Regions from separate parts of the Mus musculus genome. Here region 1 is linked to region 2. Evidence: chromatin contacts called from public HiChIP or PLAC-seq data. All regions are on one chromosome and are shown on one strand. The core of a region is the stretch at or near the end of the contact, and the rest is flanking DNA. Distances in the headings are between cores, read along the strand shown. Region 1 overlaps B930018H19Rik (RIKEN cDNA B930018H19 gene). Region 2 has its middle 73 kb from the start of Gm29243.

Region 1 (5,878 bases), core at 2,525-5,024, 330 kb after region 2:
CCCTACCCATTTGTTCCCAGGCAATCACATAAGTTCTTAGCACTGCTGGTTTTCTGTCTAGAAATGAGAGGGGGAACGTAACAGTGCCAGCTCTGGTGGCCTTGGAACAGTGCCGTGGGCTTAGAAACACGGCAGAAACCATACTATAAGTTACCAATGTAGCACAAATGTAAGAAACTGTCTGCCAAGGGTACACTGGTCTCCAGATGGGTATATCTGAACAATTCAAGTTGTCTGGTTGTAATTCTGATTGTCTCCTTCAAAGAAAGAAAATGTAGCTACCTTCTAGGTAGGACAGTCCAACATGGAATGATCACTTGAACTTGCTCAAATACAGAGTAACGTGTCCAGACAACAGACTTGCACGCTTTATATAGGCAGGAAAAGCTCTTAGCAGTTTTATCTTCCTCCGGAAGCGTTATATCTTGTTTAAAGAAGTTGGATTTTAAACTGGTTTTTTTTTTTTTTGAGATGACACTTACAAAACGTAAACTTACCTCAATAATCCCCATTAACTAATTAATTTTTTTTTTGCGTTATCTCTTACTAGGTTGAACGTCCTTCTGCCTTTGCTGTGTTGTGGTTCTGATGAGTTACCTCCACACTCACAGGGTCAGACAGCTGCTGAACATCGTTAGACGTGCCCAGTCCATGTGGACTCTCCTGTCACAGACACAGTGTGCCTTTGCGGCCACCACAGCCATCCTCATTAGCACATATTTTTATCTTCTCAGTCTTGGGGATGCACTCAAATGCTCGCTGACCAAATGTTCCTATAAATAACACCTCAGATCGTCACCTTCCTAGTTTATACTTACCTGGAAGCTGAGATCTGAACGCTCACCTTCTGCTTTAATAAAGCAGCCCCATGCAGGCGGTGCAGTCTTACATTCCCTCCACTCTGCCTTGGGAATACATATGCCCCCCAACCCCTGCCTGCAGTGCTTTAGTGCTTTGCTGTCAGAATCCTACCCCCTTTGCAATACGGTGTAACTCCATCTTCCCCTAAGAAGCTGTCAAGGCCAGGTCTGATTCAGTACAAGCAAATACAGTAGCTGTATCCTCACCCTTGTATGGAACTGAATACACGATGACCAGTATATCTGCATTCTTCCTCCCGGATGGAAGTGCCTGGAAGGCAAGGGCTGCCTCTCTAGCCACAATATTCGGCTCCCAGGAAGCGCCTCACTGCTCTTTTCTGGATGCGATGACAGGAGTCCCGCAAGGCAGAGAAACTGAAATACAAACAAAAAGGCCCACCTTACAAACACTAGCTCTCTGAGTACTTCTCTTAGGATGAATGTCAGTTAGTTCAGGACCCCCAAAGAGTTTTTTTTCCATAGAAACTTTGGCTCTACACACCTCCTTAGAAAATATATTTTAAAACCACTCGCCGGGTACTGATGGCACACTCCTTTAATCCCAGCACTTAGGAGGCAGAGGCAGGCAGATTTCTGAATTCAAGGCCAGCCTGGTCTACAGAGTGAGTTCCAAGACAGCCAGGGCTACACAGAGAAACCCTGTCTTGAGGGAAAAAAACAAACAAAAAAAAAGCACAGAAAAACAAAGAAACCACTCTGCTTTGGCCAAGCAGAGGTATTACTATAACAAGAGCTATGGGTTCATATTCATACAGGTAGCTAATCAACGGGGTTGAAATCAACGGGAACAGAAAGCAGTAATACATGGCTGGTTTCATTACCAGAGCATTTGGAGACCCAAAGAACATCTTAATATTGACTACTGTGATCATTAACATTGGCCAAACACCCTCAAGAGGCAAGGCAATACACGGAAGAGAAGTTGATCAAACAGGTGTACTCCAAGCTCAATAAGACTGTGCAAGGGCAGACACAGCATTTGAACCTGGCATTATAGAATGACCAATGGGGCAGATAACGAGACTGTCACATGGGATTTGCCCTAAACCTGTTGATCCACCTTGAACAAGTCCTTTGGCCACGCATGGAGAACTTCAGCTTTGCCATCTGCAAGGTAACACTATCCTTTTGTCATTCATAAAATTCTGGGTCTGTTCCCATTCACTTGCTGTGAGAGTGGTAGAGGCCTCAAAAAGACAGAGCCTAAATATCCAGTGGAGCTAAGCTCATGTCTATGTGTGGCTGATGCTCACTATAAAGCCTACCCAGGCACCAACACAGTCAACGAACTTGGTCCCATGGGGGCTCCCAGAGACTGAACCACCAACCAACGAGCAAGCAAGGGCTGGACCTATGCCTCCCCTCATATATGTAGCAGATATACAGCTTGGTCTTCATGTGGGTCACTCATCAACTGGAGCAGGGACTGTCCTTGAATCTGTTGCCTGACTGTGGTTCCTGCTCTCCTAACTGGGTAGCCTCGATTGGCCTCAGTGGGAGATGATGTGCCTAGTCCTGCAGTGATTTGATGTGCCAGGGTGGGGCAATACCCAGGGAGGTCTCACCCTTCTCAGAAGCAGGAAGTGAGGAGAGGGACTATGTGTGTGTGTGGTGGTGGTGGTGGTGGTGGGGAACCAGGAGAAAGGGGACTGCTATTGTAAAGTTAATTAATTAATTTTAAAATGAGCCCTTCCATGCATGTTTTCTTGGGTTTTGTTTTGTTTTGTTTTGTTTTGTTTTGTTTTGTTTTGTTCTTGCATGGTTTTCTGGGCCCTAATGGTGGTTTTGTTATTCCCTTTCCTTTTTTGCAAGAGAAGACTGTATTGATTACATTTCCAAGCTCACCTCACAATGTCACCCCCTCTGTTTTATGTAATCCTTTCTTATCATCTTATAGCTGTTCTCCCCGCCCCTAGCCCCTCCCAAGAGGATCCATTCAACCTGAGAAACCTACAACATCTGGTTTGAATGTGCTTTTGTAAAAGGTGCACGGTTTTTTGCTTTGTGCCTATCTATTTTTAAATCTCTAGCCTGGATCTCAGGTTGTATATTTCTGCTTTCCTGGGGAAGCTGGCAAGGACTCCCCACTATCCCACCCTCCCTTCCACCTCTGAGGATAACTGAGGGCCAAGGGCGATCTGCTGGTCCTGTGCTCTGCACAGGATAAAAAAGCCGGAAGTGGCCACCCTCGCCGCCAACGGAAGCGAATCACAGCGGAAAGATGAAGCGCGGAACTCACTTCATCCGAATCCTGTTTTTTCCACATTGTGTGGCTGCAGGAAAATTACTCATTCAAAACAAACAAACAAAAACTAACAAACAAACAAACAAAACCTCCACTTCTTGGTCCCATAAAATAAGGGGGAGAATAAATCATTGAGGGTATTGAAAAGGTTCTATAAGAGAGGCTCAGAGCAATAAGTCTTGCTTAAATTCTAAGTAGATGGCAGCTGAGTTTAGCGAGACTTACCTAGCAAAGCATTCACAGAAGCAGAGCCCCCCGGGTCTTATGTGGGAGAGATAACTGGGAATGAAAACCACATGAGAAGCCTAGAGCTTTAAAGACATGGACAGTGGAAAGTCACACAGCTAAAGATCTGATCATTAAGCTTTAAAGTCCCCCGGGGTAAACGATCCAGAATAGAAACATACAAGGGTCAAAACTGCTCTCCTCTACAAAACTGGTCTTCCACGTCTTCTTCTCTCCTCTCTCCCTCTCCTTCCCTTCCTTCCCTTTGTTAAACTAGGCACTAGCTTTCCTCAATCCCAAATAAAAGTCTCCCGCACCTGTAAATATGCCAACAATCCGATGTCAGCGTCATCAGACTGCTGTACCCGGGCCAATCTTTATCCCAATGTTTGCTATTCAAGGAAACGTAGAGCTACAGAAAGTTAATTAGTGCCTAAGAGGTCTATAAAGGCCATCTGCCCCACAACTCTTTTACATTCGAGGACGCTGGGTACGTGAAGAAGCCTCTGCCACTGTCATTTATTTTGAGCAATGTGTTCTGCTAGGCATGCCACGATCACGCACGCAACTCCACAACTGACACTCTGATGTCTCCGAGTTCTGCATGAAGACAGAAGCAGCTCAACATTTCCATAGAGCGAAGAAATACTCTGCAATCCCCTCTAGAGCTACTGTCCTAGAGAGGAATACGGCTTAAACGCAGTCACGTGTTGCTGAACCCCAAAGCCTCTCCCATCTCCTCACCAGTAACCTTTAAAGGGCATACCCTGGGGAAACAATGATCCACAGCCAGTGCCCTTCAGCGACATGAACTCTGGGCTGTGTGTCTAAGCAGCCGGAGCCAGGTGAGTCACAAAAGTCACGCCCAAAGCCACAATGATCAGAGCAGGATTGTGAAAACCCCAACCCCGCCCCGCCCATAGCATTAGCTCAGGGACGCAAACTGTCCGCTTCCTCAAAGAGATGGCTTTCAACAAGACTAATGATTCATATGAGATCAGAAAATCTGGTGTGCTTCTATTTATACCCTCCAAACTGGTTCAACTGCCCGTGCAAAGTGTTCACACATGAGATAGCATCTGCTGACTTTCAGCAATTGGAAAATTACATTTTTCTTTTGTTTCTTAATATAATATTTGTACAGTTGTGTTTATTGTTTAGGTCAGTCTCTCTCTCTCTCTCTCTCTCTCTCTCTCTCTGTGTCTCTGTGTGTGTGAGAGGGAGAGACAGAGACAGAGACAGAGACAGAGACAGAGAATAAATAATTTGATTTTGTATTTTTCACATTAAGGTGACCAAAAATAATAAATATATTGAATCTTATGATTCCAGAAGATTTCTAAAATAGATACATTTGAAATTTTCATTGGTCTTACCACTCTGTCTGTACAAGATGTATACAGGAATTTCTGAAATTTTGTCATACTTTTCTGCCTAATTTCGGGTTGCATAAGTTTCTTTCTATCAAGTCAACTGCATTTATTAAGACATAATTAACCTATTTCCACATTTAATCATCTAAGATATATAAAGCTCTAATCACAGCTTTAGATCAGCTTGTAATCAATGTTATCAAACTGAATTAATTTGACTCTAATCAAAAGCAAAAAAATACCATGACATTCTAGTTAATGAAGGCAGTTTTATTTTCAGAAATGTGCAATGCCTGTGGAGCTTTTGGGGAAAAAATGAAAAAAAATTAAAAATCCTTCTAGGCACATTTAAAGACTCCCAGGGCCCAGATTCCCCAAGAGGCAAACCATATCGGTGTAGAGTCTCATAAGGGGCTGAATACAGAAGTTAGAAGGCAAGGACACCTTTTATTTGTATGCATTTCCCAAGAAAAATGCTGAAAGCTGGGGTATGAACACAGTGCTTGCCTTCTAACGTTTTCATTTCCCCATCAGAAATAAGGGAGAGAACATTTAAGATAAAGAAAAGTAGCCATCGACAGCTCCTTCACCCAGGGCTGAAAGCTAATTATGTAAGAGGAAAACAACCCGCTTATTCTTCCTTCAAAGGAAACCTTGTGGTATTAATAGTTCCTCATTTTCTTCCGAGCCTCAGATAAACTCAAGCCGTTTGAGGATTTAAAAAAAATTCCAAAATTTCATCCGGGACAGATTAGTGCTGTTTCATGTGACTTGAATTTAATAATCCTGGACTGAGGCAGGGGTGGGAGAAGAATTCACCACCGGAGGAAGAAATTATTTTCAATTATGGATCAGTGAACAAAGCCAGAAGTTTTGACTCAAACCCCAAAGAGAATCAATGTCCATTTTAATGGCAAACCAGCACAATCGGTATCAATTTGTGGTCAATTACACCCATGGTTTTTTTTCTTGTTTCTACTTTGAGACTAGGTGTTCAGTGTGACTTGCCTGAAGAAATAGCATATAATTTGATGGCTGGGCTCTAAGTAGATCTGAATGGAGCAGCAGCTCTCACCCTTCCTAATGCTGCCGCCCTTTTATACCGTTCCTCACGTTGTGGTGGCCCCCAACTGTACAATTGCTTTTGTTGCTAC
Region 2 (6,442 bases), core at 78-2,577:
CTGTGTGGTCTTGGAGGGATGATGCTTACAGACATAGCAGGGTGGACTCTCATCCAGTGTGTAGTATCCTCATAAGAGGAGAAGAGACATGGCAGAGACACCGGAAGACACTGCAAGGTGAATGGCTAGGAAAGCTAAGAAAGCCTGAGAGAGACAGAGAGAGAGAGAGAGAGAGAGAGAGAGAGAGAGAGAGAGAGAGAGAGAGAGAGACTCTGCTAGTCCCTTAATTATAAACTTCCAGTCCCTAGAAGGATGAAACACAGTTCTGTTGTTCTGACGTTTGTTTCAGGCACTCTAGGAGACCATCATGACTGGCTTTAAGGTCCACTTGCCCCAAATTAAAACCGACTCAGTAGGGAGCCTCACCAGGGAAACTGTTCTGATTGCTTTAATGGGTGTGACAAGACCCGGCCCAAACATGCATAGCACTTCCGAGTGGCAGCCCAGATAAAGGGGGCATGGCAGACAGAATATTTGCTTTTCATTCACTTGGCCTTCCCTCTTGCCACAGAGTTGTGTGCCCTAGCTGCTGCCCTCGACTGCTTTGCTTGTATCAGAAACAGCATTTCCTTCTTTCCATCATTGGCCAAGGACCAGCAGGTCTATCTCTCAGAGCCTTCCAAGTTTTGGCAGTAGATTGGGACATAGTCTTAAGGTCTAAGTAACTATAGGGCTCTTAACCTTTCTGGTGTGAGGTTGCTATTGTTACTATTTAAAAGTAAGCTGATTTAACAATATCTCTGCCTGTGTCTGTTTGTCTGTCTCTCTCTCCCCTCCCTCTCTCTTTCCCTCTCCCTGCCTCTCTTTCTCCCTCCTCTTCCCCCTTTCTTAATCTCTCTTTCAATACTATTTTGTTATTCTAGAGAACTCACTAACAAACATATATACACACTTAAGGCCTGAAGTGGTGAAGTGAAGGAAAGAAAATTACCTACATGGTGCTCTGGTCAGTTTCAGGAGGACACTGGCCTGAGAGAGAAGTTCTAGAATCATCCTCAGGCCTTCATAAGCTTGTCCCGTCTCTCTCTGGATTAAACTTAACTAGAAGTGTGAACCAGAAGTCAGGTGAGCCCATGTCAGTCAGCCTTCTAAGACAGCAGAATTGGGGAACACTCCATGGAAGATGCCATGGAGCATGGGGCACAAAGAGCCACTCCTGAGGGTTTTGCAAGATGAGGTGACTCTGTCAAGTTGCTTGTGGGAGATGACATGAATCTTCAAAGCACCACAAAGGCAGATCTGATGTTTGGCTGACTCACTGTGACCTTGCATGCTACAATCCAGCTTCCTGCTACTCCTGCTCCATCATCTTTGGAGGGGGTTAAGCTAGCTGGCTCCTGGTGATCTCATCTTGGCCTCACGGTGAGCAAACAGGAATGAGTAATTGTATGCCAGACAGTAAGAGAGCGAAAATACATTTCTCAAGATTCATAACTTGAATTTTTTATGACATTGAGCTGGTTTCGGTGAAGGAAACTTGTTGTCGATAGTAATTATACTTTTATAGCTTAGCTGTTGAATTCTTAAAAGAATGTGTTTTCAAGTTAATAGTCTCTTCTTAATTTAGTAGATTTGTGACATTTTTGTTGCTTATAATTTAAGTATCTCCCCACCCGTTTATTTTATCTGCATTTACATAGTCTGGAAGGCCCATTTAAGAGAAATATTTCCTTCTTTCCTCCCTCCCTCCCTTCTTCCCTCCCCCTCTTTCTTCCTTGGACAGGCTTATTGGGTTGTCCTGCAAGCTTATTGAGTTGCACTGCAAGAGAGCAGTGGTAACAGCAACAGAGGGACCACCTGCTTTTAGTTTCTAAATTTGGCTTTTATCAATATATTGTCAATATACTTGTTACATATTATCAATAATTTGACAGTGTATTACCAATGTCTTAGTCAGGGTTTCTATTCCTGCACAAACATCATGATCAAGAAGCAAGTTGGGGAGGAAAGGGTTTATTCAGCTTACACTTCCCACATTGCTGTTCATCACTAAAGGAAGTCAGGACTGGAACTCAAGCAGGTCAGGGAGCAGGAGCTGATGCAGAGGCCATGGAGGGATGTTCTTTACTGGCTTGCTTTCCCTGGCTTCTTGCTCAGCCTGCTCTCTTATAGAACCAAGACTACCAGCCCAGAGATGGTCCCACCCACAAGGGGCCTTTCCTCCTTGATCACTAATTGAGAAAATGCCTTACAATTGGATCTCATGGAAGCATTTCCTCAACTGAAGCTCCTTTCTCTGTGATAACGCCAGCTGTGTCAAGTTGACACAAAACTAGCCAGTACACAATATATTTGTTTTTGTTTGACATTTCATTTTCTTTCAGGCACTATTTCAGCATAGAATAGAGAAGAAAAGAGAGAGAAGGAAAGAACTAGAGAGAACAAATGAGAGATATAGATAGATAGACAGATTGATTGATTGATTGATTTGGACCTATGCATTCTTCAGCCACTGAACAACAAGAAGTTGCTTAATGATTTTTTTTTCTGTCCCTCGTTCAGAGGTGTCCTTGCACAGGGACTCCAGAGACTGGAATGGTGAGGCCTTTGTGGGTGCTGACACTGCTGGCTCAGAAACAAGAGCAGGTTTTGGGCAAAGGCCGAGAGGCTAATGATCTAATAATATTACATATCCCAGGTGAATGACATGGAGCCAACTGTCAGACTTCCTGGCGTCTCCAGTGTAAGATACTATCTTTGTGTGGTACTGTCATTCACCAAGGCTCTTCTCATTATACAAATCCACCATTACCATTTTTCTTTCTGCTCTCAAAATATTGTCAGTGACTAGGTCTTTGTCGACAACCTTCTGATGTCAACTCATCTCTCAGGGGAGGAGTCAGAAGAACTCTTAACGTGGTGACACAGGCAAGGAAACATCTAATGCAGGGACAAACAGCTGAATTCATGACAGACACATATAAGAACATATTCCAATGTTCTTTTTGTGGATTGCATCAAGGCCGTGCTATGTGCTTGTAAATGAGTGGGTAATGAGATGCTTTGATAGGAAGCAGGGCAGTAAGAGACATTGGCATTGACTCAGGCTGGGGCAAAAGAGCAAGAACAAGGATAGAAACATATATCATATATGCGATCAGTATTTCTAAAAAGTTAAGAATTCCTAAAGTAGGAAAATAATGAAGATGCATTCAGTTGATCGATGTCGGCACACTTGCGAGGTAAACTGAGGCTTGACTCAGTCAGCTGCACAGACCATGAGGTCATCATGAGGCAGCCGGATGGTGGAGGCTGAGGGCATGAGGCAGCCAGATAGTGGAGGCTGAGGGAGATGGTGAACATGGCGGCGAACTGCCTAGCCTTGATACAGCGATCACTTGCTTTCCATGCGCCATCGAGGTTTTGGTTGTACTCAGAGTGTTTTCCTGGTGTGAGTAACTGCCTCACCCGGGAAAGCTTTGATTCCTGTTTCCTTGCACCAAATAAATCCCAGAAGGATCAAATGTTTCAATGTAAAAAAATGTGGATCTATAAAAGCATGAGAGCAAAACTCTCAGGAACTAAGAAAAATCTTAGAACCAGGTACAGCTCTGTAGAGCACAGAGTGAGAATTAGAACAGTAAAGGGAAGGAGAGCAGGTTTGCTTACAGCCAAAAAAAAAAAAAAAAAAAAAAAAATGCTTGAAACCAGAGGTAAGATGGTCCGGGAAGAAAATATGGCAACATTTGTAACAAGGCCAGGTAAAGAGGGGACAGAGAGGGAGGCCACTTAAAGAAAGGACAGAGAAGGAGGCCATGTATAGAAAGCATGTTTTGTTCATAAACAAGGATCATGCTCACTGATAGTTAAAGAAAATTCAGGGACTCACTTATTTTGACTCCCATGGGATTGGCAAAGATTAAAATTTGATGATTTCTACCCCCTCCCACCCCCCATCCCCGGTCCACATTTGGCTAAGATCCTTACCAATACCCTGTGCACTGTTTCTCCTGGGAGGACACAAAGGCATGAGCATTTAAAATTAATTTGGCAAAGTATGGCACAACACAATTAATGTTGTAACGATTTAAAATGTTCGATTCTTTGACTCACCATTTCTGCTTTTCTAAATTTATTTTGTAGACAAATGTGCACACATTTCCAAAGCCAGATGTACAGGCTGTTCCCGGCTGCTTCCTAATAGCAAGAAGAACAATAAGGAGACATTACAGAAGCCTAAATGTCCACCCACAGGAAGCATTTATCAAGGAATGTTAGTATACATGCATACATACACACACACACACACACACACACACACACACACACACACACACACACGGAGAGGGAGGGAGGGAGGGAGGAAGGGAGGGAGAGAGAGAGAGAGAGAGAGAGAGAGGTTCACATACTAAACTAGAAAACAAGTTGCAACATAGTAAGTATTTGTGTTAGATTGAGGTCCATGATATTTGAAGTAGACTCTTCAGTAATTACTCTGTTGGTACAATAGGTTGTAGGTTGAGACAGATAGATTACTGCATTTATAGACTTTTAACATTAGAGAATGAAATTAATAATTTATAGACTTTTAACATTAGAGAATGAAATTAATAAACTATTTTAAGAGACATCCATATGTATATGTATATGTATATGTATATGTATATGTATATGTATATGTATATGTATATGTATATGTATATGTATATGTATATGTATATGTATATGTATATGTATATGTATATGATATATATGTATATGATATATATGTATATGATGTATATGTATATTCTTCTTTAGTCAACTTGATACAAGCTAGTGTTATCAAGGAGGAGGAACCTCAGTGAGGAAATGCCTCTATGAAGTTGCCTATAGGCAAGTCTGCAGGGGATTTTTTTTTTTTTAATTAGTAATTGATGTGGGAGGCTGCAGATCACTGTGGATGGTGGCGCCCCGGATGGGTAGTCCTAGGGCATGTAAGAAGCCAAACCAAACTCGCCTAGGATGAGCAAGCCTAAGCAGTAAGCAACCAGTAAGGAACATTTCTTCTGGCTTTTGCTTCACTTCCTGCCTGCTGGTCCTACCCTGACTTCCCTTCAGGAAGACTACAGCTGTAAAATGAAATAAACCCATTCCTCCCCAAGTTGCTTTTGATCATGATCTCTTGTTTGTTTTTGTTCTTTTTGGGACAGGGTTTCCCTGTGTAGCCCTGGCTGTTCTGAAACTTGTTCTGCAGATCAGGCTGACCTGGAATTCCGAGATCTGCCTGCCTCTGCCTTCTGAGTGTTGGGATCAAAGGCGTGCGCCCAGTATTGATCATGACCTTTACCATAGCCATGGAAATCTAAGATAACCTAACCTACCATGAAAAAAAGAGAGAATTTTTTGCCCCATGTATTAGATACCCCCATTTGTATGAGGTGGAGAAATTGAGGGGTACTATACATAAAGGTAAGGCTGCTGGCGTTGGGAACGTCCTTAGTTCTACCTTTGACAGGGTCTCACCATGTAGCCCAGACTGGCTTTGAACTTTCAATACTCCTGCATCAGTCAGCCTTCCCAAGGGCAGGGATTATAAGTGTACATCACCACATATTGGTCACCTTTTCTGTTGATCTTGCTTTGGGGAGAGGAAATGGTGTCTTTGTTTGCTACCATTTGGGCTTTGGTAAAATCCTAACTCTATTTATAAGCTGTGTCATCCAGAAATATTTTCTAACCTTTTGGGGCTTGTAATAAGGAAACAAATAACTGAGGCCACTCAAAAAGTGCATATAAACAGATAGAAAAAAAGACAGCCATTCCACTGTATCTCAAAGGCAGTGGGCCATAACGGAACCACTGGTAAAATAGAACTAGAGGCCCAATGTTATCAAGCCAGGTACTCTGTTTTTTGTTTTTTGTTTTTTAAAGATTTATTTATTTATTTAATGTATGTAAATACACTGTTCCTGTCTTCAGACAAACCAGAAGAGGGCATCGGATCCCATTACAGATGGTTGTGAGCCACTATGTGGTTGCTGGGAATTGAACTCAGGACCTCTGGAAGAGCAGTCAGTGCTCTTAACCACTGAGCCATTTCTCTGGCCCAGCCAGGTATTCTGTATAGTATGTTACTAAATGCTCTCCTTTGGGCTCTCTTGCTGCCTACCCTCAGCCCTATGCATTGTGGGAAGACAGACAAGCAAGCAAACAGTGTGGAAAACAGCTAGCCATCTTGCATCTCTCCTCAGTTTGTCTTTCTGTGACTTTCTAGACAAAGTTTTGTTTTTTTTTTCTTCTGAACTCAGGGGTTTTGACTTGACTGTGTCAACATTGAGCAGCAGCCTCTGAGCCTCTGTATAGCCTCCACACTCAGAGAATGTTGGTCGGCCAGAAGGCTCTACACAACTTGGAGACGTGGGATCACAAGAGAACTTTAGGGTTAAGCTTCTAGAGAAAAGATTAATGCTGAAGGATGGCATCAGGAAGGTTGTGGATAAAGGAAGGAAGTGGAAAAAAT

The links. HiChIP or PLAC-seq counts read pairs in DNA pulled down with a chosen protein or histone mark.
Region 1: a FOXA1 HiChIP or PLAC-seq map of pancreatic cancer cells shows a contact between it and region 2. The contact joins two enhancer-like sites. A contact is called at or near these places in 1 of 484 Hi-C or Micro-C datasets (cortical neurons) and 2 of 115 datasets of contacts at active chromatin or transcription factors (effector CD8 T cells and pancreatic cancer cells).

The regions. Positions count from the first base shown.
Region 1 is chr8:34,618,632-34,624,509 of GRCm38.p6, forward strand. It overlaps B930018H19Rik (RIKEN cDNA B930018H19 gene), which reads right to left. Exons shown (of 5, transcript NR_040706.1): 2 at 1,068-1,235. It overlaps Gm34096 (a long non-coding RNA gene), which reads left to right. Exons shown (of 3, transcript XR_001778547.2): 3 at 551-888. Among named protein-coding and RNA genes, the nearest start is that of Gm34096, 15 kb to the left of the region's middle. Within about 2 kb of position 3,775, at least 157 of the 459 cell types and tissues checked have an H3K27ac peak or open chromatin away from gene starts, as enhancers often do. A contact at or near this core is called in pancreatic cancer cells, where this site is marked.
Region 2 is chr8:34,286,739-34,293,180 of GRCm38.p6, forward strand. No RefSeq gene overlaps it. Among named protein-coding and RNA genes, the nearest start is that of Gm29243, 73 kb to the left of the region's middle. Within about 2 kb of position 1,328, at least 36 of the 459 cell types and tissues checked have an H3K27ac peak or open chromatin away from gene starts, as enhancers often do. A contact at or near this core is called in pancreatic cancer cells, where this site is marked.